2 separate regions of the Bombyx mori genome follow, and region 1 is linked to region 2. Evidence: chromatin contacts called from public Hi-C data. All regions are on one chromosome and are shown on one strand. The core of a region is the stretch at or near the end of the contact, and the rest is flanking DNA. Distances in the headings are between cores, read along the strand shown.

What was found. A called contact is a pair of places that touch in the nucleus more often than the background predicts.
Region 1: a contact with region 2 is called in a Hi-C map of posterior silk gland, with 1.8 times the contacts expected there. The contact joins two enhancer-like sites. A contact is called at or near these places in 3 of 7 Hi-C or Micro-C datasets (middle silk gland, posterior silk gland and whole pupa).

The regions. Positions count from the first base shown.
Region 1 is chr3:8,294,435-8,299,621 of ASM3026992v2, forward strand. LOC101736421 (protein split ends) reads right to left here. Exons shown (of 18, transcript XM_038018574.2): 10 at 857-5,187; 11 at 605-750; 12 at 214-278. Among protein-coding and RNA genes, the nearest start is that of LOC101736293, 16 kb to the left of the region's middle. Within about 2 kb of position 3,802, at least 5 of the 8 cell types and tissues checked have open chromatin away from gene starts, as enhancers often do.
Region 2 is chr3:8,124,358-8,129,660 of ASM3026992v2, forward strand. LOC101737123 (protein smoothened) reads left to right here. Exons shown (of 10, transcript XM_004931718.5): 10 at 308-1,229. The coding sequence ends at 707. LOC101736729 (protein quick-to-court) reads right to left here. Exons shown (of 5, transcript XM_062675962.1): 4 at 5,027-5,128; 5 at 2,568-4,041. The coding sequence ends at 3,838. Among protein-coding and RNA genes, the nearest start is that of LOC101736729, 12 kb to the right of the region's middle. Within about 2 kb of position 1,909, at least 5 of the 8 cell types and tissues checked have open chromatin away from gene starts, as enhancers often do.

The DNA.
Region 1 (5,187 bases), core at 2,552-5,051, 170 kb after region 2:
TAGTTTCCACACTAGAAAAGAACATCTTCTTGGTAATCGCCCATTGATATGAATTCATATCATATTACTTACTACTATGTGAACAATGACAAACCTTAAACATACAAAACACTCTCCCACGGCATTATCAAATACTGGTCATCTAATTGCTCGTATTCGAGAAACTGTCCTCTTCAGGAGTACATTTCATTTAATACTAAACCAAATACTCACCATTCCTATCTGACCCTGAGGACTGATTGAAGGAACACTTGTAATTGTGACTCTTGAGCCCGCACCTAAAGTGGACAAATAAATAATTCAACAAACTACATAATTTTACAAGCATGCAAGTTTGGTCAAGAGTCTGGTCAATATTCATCATCTGTATGAAGTTTAAAAAAGACTATACCATTGCATGTCAAAACATACTAACAAAGGACAATAGAAGAACAAACAAACACCTTGGTTTAACTTAATTTCCAGGAAATTACAAATACTTTTCGAATAAGATACAGTCAATTCAATTTATAATAAAACATTTTTATGGGAAATAAGTTTAGAGTTTAAACCGAATCTTACATATTAACTTTAATATTTTCTATTAATAGGACTAATTAATTACCGGTGTGATGGTGTGGGTTAACAACGGCGAGCTGCTTGTGCAGCAGCGGTGGGTCGGGAGGCGGATGGTGCGCGCCGCGCGGCAGACTAGCGGTGGCCGTCGGCATGTACGCACGGTGCCCGCTCTCGCTGCTTCTGTGTGTACTGCTAGGAAATTAATTTTGTGTTTAAGGGCGAATTATTATTTTAATAAGAAACATATATTCGTAATTAATTATGAAATGCGAAATTAATTTTAACAAAAAGCGCTCACCTGATAAGAACTGGCGTGGCGCGGTCGGCAGGACGTAAGGGGGCGGGTGCGGGTGGATCGGGACCGCGATGCGGGAGGGCCGGCGACTGCACACGCACCTCGCCCGTGGCCTCCGTGCCGCCAATGGGCACCAGCACTGCTGGCACGCGCGCTCCTTGTACTTCACCGCCCCGTTCCGTTTCTTGTTGGGTTTCAAAGACAATCGCGAGCTTTGCGCTCCTCTCCGATATCATTTTTTTGGGAGGTTTGGTGATTGGTGTTGGAACCGTTGGATGAACTGTAGCGACATTCGATCCGGACTTTGGTGCAGCTGCAGAGATCACCGGTAGAGTGGTTGGCGGTACGGTTGTGACGGTGGCGAGCGCCAATTTCGGCGTAGACACAGAACAGCCGACAGTTGACGGAATTGCAGTGTTTTGTTCCAAATTTAAAATTTGACGTTGAGCAACCTCGTCTGCAGAGTTAATGCCTTGTGAACGCGGTATCTTCGCATCAGATGAATGATCTTCTTTCCTATTATGCTTTTCATCACCACTTTCGATTGACGCGTCCGATAAACTTCTGTCCCTCACTCGCTTTGTTCCACGCGGGGATTTCCTGACGTCCGAATTGCTATTTTTATCTAAATTCACTTTCACGGCGTTTTGCCTCGTTGATCGTTTTTTACTGTTTTTAGTTTGAATGTTGTCAGTTTTTAAGATGTCATCAATATCATCTGCAGTCCCTCGTTGAACGTCCTTCTCTTGGAGTCTTCTAGATTTACGCGTATTAAGCGATGGTGATATAAAATCTTCAAGTTTTTCTTCTTTGTTTGTTTTTTCCGCACATTTAGATTGATCTTTCTGAGAAATGCTTAATGTAGACGTGGCTATCATATTACAATGACCGGATAAAGGACTTTTAATTGTTAAAATCAATCTAGGTCTACTTTCTACTTTAGCAGGTGCAGTCGCTGACTCATCACCTGAATCCTCATGGAAATCATATACATCGCCCGGCATAGAACAAGTACTATTCTTCACTAAATCCTTTATATTTTTATCAACTTTCCCCCTGCCGCGCCCTCGTTTTGTGGTCACTCCTCTCATTGGTTTTGTAATATTTCGGTTTTGAACTCGGTCTTGCTTTTTATCTGATCTCTTGCCTCTGAGGCTCCTCCCTCCTCTTCTGTTGCTTGAAGGGCTCTTATCTACGAGTGATTCGTGAGAGTTTTCAGATAAGGTCAGCTTATTTGGAGTCTCTGTTGTCATCTTTTGGAATGACGAATCCGATAGATTTTCTTCTAATTCAGCCTTTCCGTCACATTGAACAGTATTTTCATTTTTTATCAAAGTATCAACTTTCACTTCATTTTCATTATTTTCTTTGCACAATGAGTCGACCTTCTTAATTACGGACTCTATGTTGACGTCTTTAGCACTCCAGGAATCAATTTCATCAGGAGTTTTAATTTCATTGTCATCTTCTATACCAGGCAGTTCTTGGGTTTGAAAAGCATGACTCTCAATTTTTTCGGATTTCATGTCTTTATTAGTGTTAATATTTTGGAAGCTTGAAATATCTGATTTACACTCACGTTCGGTATTGTCTGTTTCCTCGGGTACAAATTGTGTAGGATTAGTTTCATTACGAGGAGAAAAAACATTATCAACATCTGGCACTATTTTGTCTTTGATAAGTTTTTGCAGTGAATATTCAACTGTCGGTTTTTCTTCATTCTCTGCACAATTGAGTGTCAAATCCACATTTTCGTTGTTCTCGGTCCTCAATTTGTCAGCACTACTTAAGCTTGTCGAAAGAACAGTAATCGTCTTCCCAACATTAATTTCAAGTTTTTTTTCTGGATCATTCATGACTTTGATTTCATTAGTGTTATCTTTCAACAATTCTTCAAAATCAGTCCCACATTTGCTTTCAGTAATACCAACTACTTCATTGATAGCTTTGGCAAAGCAATCATTTTGTAATAATTCTGATTGTTCTATTTTGTTTTCATTACTTTTTTTGTTATCACTTGGTTTAGAAATGTCATCATTATTTTCTATTTTTATTTCTGAATGTAAAGACTCTGGCGAAGTTGCCTTTATTAAGATGGGTGAAATCTTGGTAAAAGTATTTGATGATGATGATGAATCAACTTTAGTTAGAACTGTAGGAGATTTAACGGAAGCCATAGACAAGACTGATGGCCCTTTGTTTGCTTCTAGTTGTCTAACGTTACTCAAAGGCAGAGGTGTCATTAATCTTTGAGAACTCACTGCATGTATGACGTTTGACCCTGGCCCACGATTCATTGCGCTGGAGTCTTGAATACTACACATCACAGGTTTTACATTACTTTGAATAATAGACGCTGTTGAATGACTAACACCCGCAACGTGAATTATGGGCGTGCCCCCAAATGATATATGACCGAGTTGTTCCGGACTTGCACTTTGATTTTCTCGTTTTTCGTGTAGTTGACTAATTGTATTAATTAAAACTTTGTTGTTTAAATGTAGTGTAGTATTTAAATTTCCCATATGCATAGAATTTTGCATTGAAATTAAGCGATTCTGAGCCATTATGGTAGGGTTTGAGTTATGTTGTAGATTATTAGGCGATAATATTATTTTTGGACTTTCTTTTATGCTTTCTGTTGCATTTTGTTCGAGTTTCTTGCATTCTCCGGGCATAGTTTTAATCGAATTCAACAGTGGGGAACTCACTCCTAAGCCTTTGTTATGTTGGATCAAATTGTTTACATTGACCTGCTTATTAATTGGAGTCAAAACCGGTGTAACGTGTATTGGTGTAGTCTGCCTATTAAAAGGCATATTAGGTCCAGGAGCTTGTACTAACACAGAATTATGTCTGTTGGGCGACACAATTGCTCGCGGTCCATGCTGTATATGCATGGTCTGTATCGGACTTAACGGCGGTTGTTGCATCCTTACTACAGTTACCTGTCCAGGTGACCGTTGCTGTAAAGCACACGTAGTAGTTATACCAGCAGAATTCAAAGTAGGTGTAGTACTTAAAATTGCCATGTTGGCTATCCGTGGAGTAGGTGCATTCTCAGCTTGTTGACTATTTTTTGTATTTTGCACAAGAGAATCACATGACATTCTCGGTGATATTACTATCCCTTGCGGTTTTTGATACAGTATATGAGATTCCGGAATTTTAATGGTAGGAGGCTGTATATTTGAAACTTGAGGTCTGATTATTTGATTGATGACTTGATACGGTGCGCCAATTCTAGCTGGAGTAATAATAGGTCTGAGAGAATTAGTCACTTGTATATTTTGTGATGAAGAAGCTTTAATTTGCACTATATTAGCTGTAATATGTGTTGGTTTGCTTTCAGTTTTTTCTCTATTAATCAAAGGATTGGTTTTTATGTTAATGACCGGCGACTCAATCAATTTATTATTACTTAGGGCCCAAGATGTGATAACTGGTGTTGCTGTAGATGTCATTACCTGAGTGCAATCCTTTTTAGGAATTGGTACCTTTAAATCAGATTCACTTATCTTTACAGTTACACTTTTTTTGGGATCATTTTTTATTTCGCTAACTGATTCAATTTTGCTAGTTATTGTGGTCTTGGATACTTCGTCCTGCTTCAACTGCTCGACTGTGACATTCAAAGCTTGACTTGTGGCAATGATATTGACTGGCAGTCTTTCTATTGCGTCTTGCGTAGAATCTTCAACTTCTTCATTATCTGTATCAATTAGTAATAAATCGTTATCAGAAACTGGGGTATCTGGCTTTGATTCTAATTCACTTGCATTCAAATTCTGAACTGCTTGTCTCATTTCTTCGGCATCCTCTTCGGGGATGCTTTCGCTGACAATAATTTCAGGGCCGATCTCATTTTTTTGTATCGTTACGTTTTCGGTTGCTTCATAACAGTCTGTGAAAGAATCTTCTTTTCCACCAAAACTTTCACCTAACAAAGCAGCCACAGCGTCTTCGGTTTCCTCTTGAGATATTATTGCTCTTGGCTTTTCATCAACCTTTTGACAGAGGCGATCATTAAGATCAGTACAGATTTCAGACGCCTTTTCTGTTTCGTTTTCTAAATTTGAAATGCTGCGCACAGCGTCACTTGCGTCAGAATTATAGGTTGTTTGAAAAATATCTTTCTTAGCATCTGGTGGACTCGATACATTCTGTTCGTGCACTAAAGAAATGTCTTCAACGGTATTCTTAAAGTTTTCTTCTGTGACCGTTACCTCTGTGTTGACTTCACCGACGCATACCATTTCTTCTAAATCTTTAACTTCAGTCTTGTTGTCATCGATATTGGAATTGTTGGATTTAGCCTCTCCGATATCTGCTTT
Region 2 (5,303 bases), core at 659-3,158:
TACGTGATATAAGTTTTTTTTTTGTTTTTTATTGCTTAGATGGGTGGACGAGCTCACAGGCCACCTGGTGTTAAGTGGTTACTGGAGCCCGTAGACATCTACAACGTAAATGCGCCACCCACCTTGAGATATAAGCTCTAAGGTCTCAAGTATAGTTACAACGGCTGCTCCGCCCTTCAAACCGAAACGCATTACTGCTTCACGGCAGAAATAGGCAGGGCAGTGGTACCTACCCGCGCGGATTCACAAGAGGTCCTACCACCAGTAAAGTTATAATAAAATAAATAAGTTTATTTTTTGTGCCCAGCGGTGAATTGTCGTCGTCGTGGGCGGCCAACCTGCCGCGGTTCGTGCGGCGCCGCGACGCGCTCGTGTTGCCCGCGCACGCGCACCCGCACCACTCGCTCAGCTCCACGCCGGACCGACGCAACTCGCAGGACTCTCAGATCAGCATCAGCCTACGACACGTGTCCGTAGAATCTCGCCGCAACTCACTCGACAGTCAGCTCTCGGTGAAGATCGCCGAGATGAAAACCAAAGTCGGTCGCCGCCGAACCAAACATACCAAAGCGAAACGTAAACGGGCCACCGGGCCCCGCAAGGAGAGCACGCCTTCCATCGAGAGTCAAATAAGCCGCTATTGGCTGCAGGCCGTCGCGGCTAACAACGATCGCTCCAGAGAAGAAGTCAAATTCAGCTTTGAATGATCGCAAATCATTTAATAATCTGTGCCAAGAATTACTTTATAATAAATAAAAACTTGAATCTCGAACTTGAAACTTAAATTAAGTTAAGAAGCAACTTATTTTTTGTGATTATATTGATTACGATAAAGACTGATTAGAAGAGTCTCTACGATTGTATTAATATAGAATTAAAACAATTCCATGACATATTACGAATGTGATGAAATTACGTTGTCTTCATTCTTGACTGTGCTCGTGCCATATCTTCAGAAGTTGTTTGGGAGTCATTCTAACGTGTGTGGCGTAACTTTTGTTATCGCATTTGTACAAAGCTTTTTGTAATATATATTTTTGTCTCTTAGTTTGGTAAGCAATAACATAACAGTAAGGTTGTGATTCGCGTTGTATCTGAGACAACACACGATTGAAATGTTTTTTTAAGCATGTTTTATTCTTGTTGTCGACAAAACAGCAAATACATTAAGTCTGCCTAGCTTTAAATTTTTCGATAAAAACGTTTTTTAAATAAACTTTTGATACATATTGTTTATTTTTATTTAATAAACAATGTATACAACCTCCAATCCATACAATCCCGCTTTTGCAGGCTAGCCGTCGGAGCTCCGTGGTTCGTGAGGAACGTTGACATACACGACGACCTGGGTCTCGAATCAATCCGGAAATATATGAAGTCAGCGTTCGCCTTATCGTTGCCGCCGCTGACTACTCCCCGAATCTTGATCACGCAGGAGCCAGTCACCGTCGACGCCCTAAACACCTCCTTACGGATCCCTCAGATACATTAAGCTTTGCCTTACACGCCTTCAGCTCTAACCCTAGGAGCAGGCCTAGGGACCCCGGTAAACGTACTCGTCGAACTCGACAAAGAGTGTAGTAACCTAACCCTATTTACTGATCGATACATCTCTTCAAAATTCGTCTATTGGCCATTTGAATTGGTTTTCTATAAACTTGCGGAACGTCTAGGCAGTAACATTTACCTTGTATTCATTTGCATAAGCTCGCGTTGGTCTAAGCTCGACCAACATGTATTGAGGGCTTAAGATCTCTAACGAGCGCCTGTGAGAGGACGGTCAGTAAATGCCTATTGACAAGCAGATCGTGCGTTGCAAAAGGAAATGGGTAGACCATTACTTCAGGAGAGAGCGCACACACATATTGAGGCAACCCCTTGAATGGACCCCCATGGCAAGCGGAAATTAAGCCGTCACAGACAGACCGGAGTATGGCGCGTAGTAAGACTTACACTGATGGCGAAATACGGTGGAAGCCCTCTATCTCATCTGGGCCCCTCAGGACCTTAAACAAACAAGATTACCCATTTTTGTGCCCTACTCCCTGGGTTAGTACCATATTTTCAAAGGAAGTGTGTACTTATTTTGTGTTCAACGAACGATTTCCATAACGAAGGGAAAAGCGATAAAAATGAAACCTTCAAATAAAAAGTGTAAAATTAAATACCGGCAGTAGGGTGTCCTATGAGCACGTATGGTGCCTACACCACCAGCATTACTCTGCCTATTTCTTCCGCGTAACAGTAATCCATTCCGGTTTAAACGATAGGACAGCTGTTATACTATACAATTGAGTTAACCTTACGTCACAAGGTAGGTGGCGGCGCTGACGCAATAATACCTATGGGCTTTGCTTAACATCAACTGGCCCGTGAGTTCTGCCACCTGTCTACGCAATAGAAATAAAAAAGATGTGTAGTGTCGTGGAACACCGGATAGGAACGAAGTTCCATATAAAAAAAAAAAAGAATTACGAGAAAAAAATCGCGCGGTGAAATATCGCTGTGCGGAAAAAGGCCTTATTAAAAGAGTAAAAAAGAGAACGCGATGAAATAAAAATTAGAAATGTATTTATATATCCTTTAATTAATTGGAACAACGGCAAGCAAATCATGTCACAGAAATTATCTTCTATCTATTCATCTAGTGCATGTCGTATGTTGTATCTGTACTAAAATACAGTAATAAATATACCTATTACATTACTAGGTATAAGCTTTCATATAACTATAGGACGCAAAGGTAATTTAATTAGCCTTATTAAATATCACTAATCAATGAACGGAAAGATAAAATTAGAAAAACATTTACTTAGCTACTAAGTATGCTTTTAAGAGATAAATTAAAATTCTAGTTGCAAATTATACTGATTCGTTAAGATTTGTTTAAATCTCTTACTAGGTTATTGAAAAACATGGAACAGTACTGAATTTTTTTTTATAGCAAAATAAGATAGTTAAAATTTTTGAAATTGCAATGTTTTTCAAATGCCTAGTAAAAAAAAGAAATAACTGAGATGGTAAAAGAATTACCAACTTAAGTTGATAAATCAATTTAATTTGCACTTTATTAGCCTAAACAATGTTACAACAATCAATCACAGCAGTAATATTATTACCTCAGGCAAGATTATTTAAGTAGCGTTTCATATCCCGAAAGATAGCCTCTTATAACACATATCTAAAATAAATAAACACTAAAAGTACACATTCACGGGATTTTGTTTAATATTAATTTGTAATTTAAACGGGTTAAAAGAAAACATTTTCCGCCGTGAATCTTTACTCATAATGGTTATTTACAAACAATAAAATTTAAATTATAAAGCTCTACATTTTGTAGACCGTGTGATTATAGTACATACGCATAAAATTAATAACAAAAAAGTATGTCATTTGCTGACCAGCATGCAAATTAACAATGAAAATAAAACAAGATTTATAAAAAATAAAAAGAAAAAACATAAAAGATATCACTAACATGTAAGGAACGTATAGTCGCAGCTTTTATTGTGAAACTAGTCACAACAATTGCACAATAAAGGGAACTTGATTCTTTGGCGCTTAACAATAATAAAAATCACAATTTGAAATTTATCTTATAAAATAAATTCGATAAAACCCCCAACAAAACAAAAATAACCACCATTACTAAAACTATTATTATGTGTAAAATCATTATGCTTTAAAGGTGACTTATTATTAAGTGCATATTATCTATATCACTCGGACGTCTAGCTGCATTGTTTCTTACTACTAACTAATACAAGAACTTAAGTAGAAATTAACAAAAAAGATCTTGTAAAAGACATTTAATTTAAGTACTTTCATAGCAGTCTAAGTCGATCTTGCCTTGCGAATATTTTTCTTTTCGGCTTCAGTAAATCCCAGTATATTTTCTATAGCGTTTAGATGTCCTTGATGGTTTTCAGGATCTGTCAAGAAGTAGTAGATGGCAGATTTCAGAAACTGGAGAGTCACTTCGGGATCGATGTTGTTTTTGTTACCTTTCTGCGCCTCGACAATGCGACGGTACATTGCCTGAAAAGAGAAATAATTACTTTATTTTTTGTCCTTGTATTTACTTTTAATCCATGATCAGTGAGAATGAAAATTTAACCATTATTAAATTAAACTAAGTACAATACAAGTAAAAAATCTTACGGCTACAAACTTATTTTACCCATAAACCAAAAGAGGCTGTTTCAACGTATTAGCATGCAAGCTTGGTGTAAGTATTAACTAAATGACTATTGCAAATTAAATGAGGTTAGAGGTCAATACTCCTGTTAGTATAAGCGCTAAGACCTACATAAATTACTACAGGGTTTATTAAACAAACCACCGATATGTAAAAATAAGTAAATATTATTCCATATGGTTGGTTCCAATGGTTGGGGAGAAGATTAAGATAGCTTATATTCAGAAGATTTTTTAACTATCATAAACACTATCAAATTGGGAGGTAATAAACCTTTAGTATTTACAAAATAAAATATTCTACTAAGCCCAGCAATTATTATTCATTTGAGATTCAAATTATAATACAAAAATATTTAGGGAACTAAGGTAAAATAAATATTAGCAAGTTCCTGTATGGTAAGCAGGGTGTACAATAAATAAAATTTATTTAACAGTGAGCGCTACACGTTCCGGTATAAAAATCCAACCTTTCGAGCTCCTAGGACCCATAAAGAAACAGCCTCCTTTGCACTTAGCAGTACTTGTGATTTTGCCGTTCGGTCCTCAGTGAATGCCGTGTCCTGTAATGCACTACTTATTAAAGCGAGCTCTTGTTAATGCCACATGCACAACTACTATCAGTGAGCTCACAATCATTCTGTTAAATAATTATCGGAATGTGATTTTCTTTTTAGTTACTACTAAACTTTAATTGGTTAATTAGGAAAATTTAGTATAAAGTTTTCATGGAATTTCATTGGTAAATTGTAATGAAAAGCAGTTAAGTATATAAGGATATTAAACTAAATCATTCGCTTATTGGTATCAAAATTTTGATACTTACTCGGATTTTCTCGAGCTCAGTCTGCGTAATCTGTAATTGCTCCAGTAGCTCTTCCACCGAAACTCGGCTCATTTGCCCTTGTGACATTCCAGGTTCAATCTCCTGAAATTTAAAGATGCAAATCGGATGAGTGATTTTGAAATTTTATGTTTTTGTTTTAATGAAGTGTATAAATATTTTTACAAGTATTTCTAATGATAATTCAAGTTATAAACAGATATATGAAGCGCAAATATAATCGTTCACGAATTACTATACATATTTGCATAATCACCAG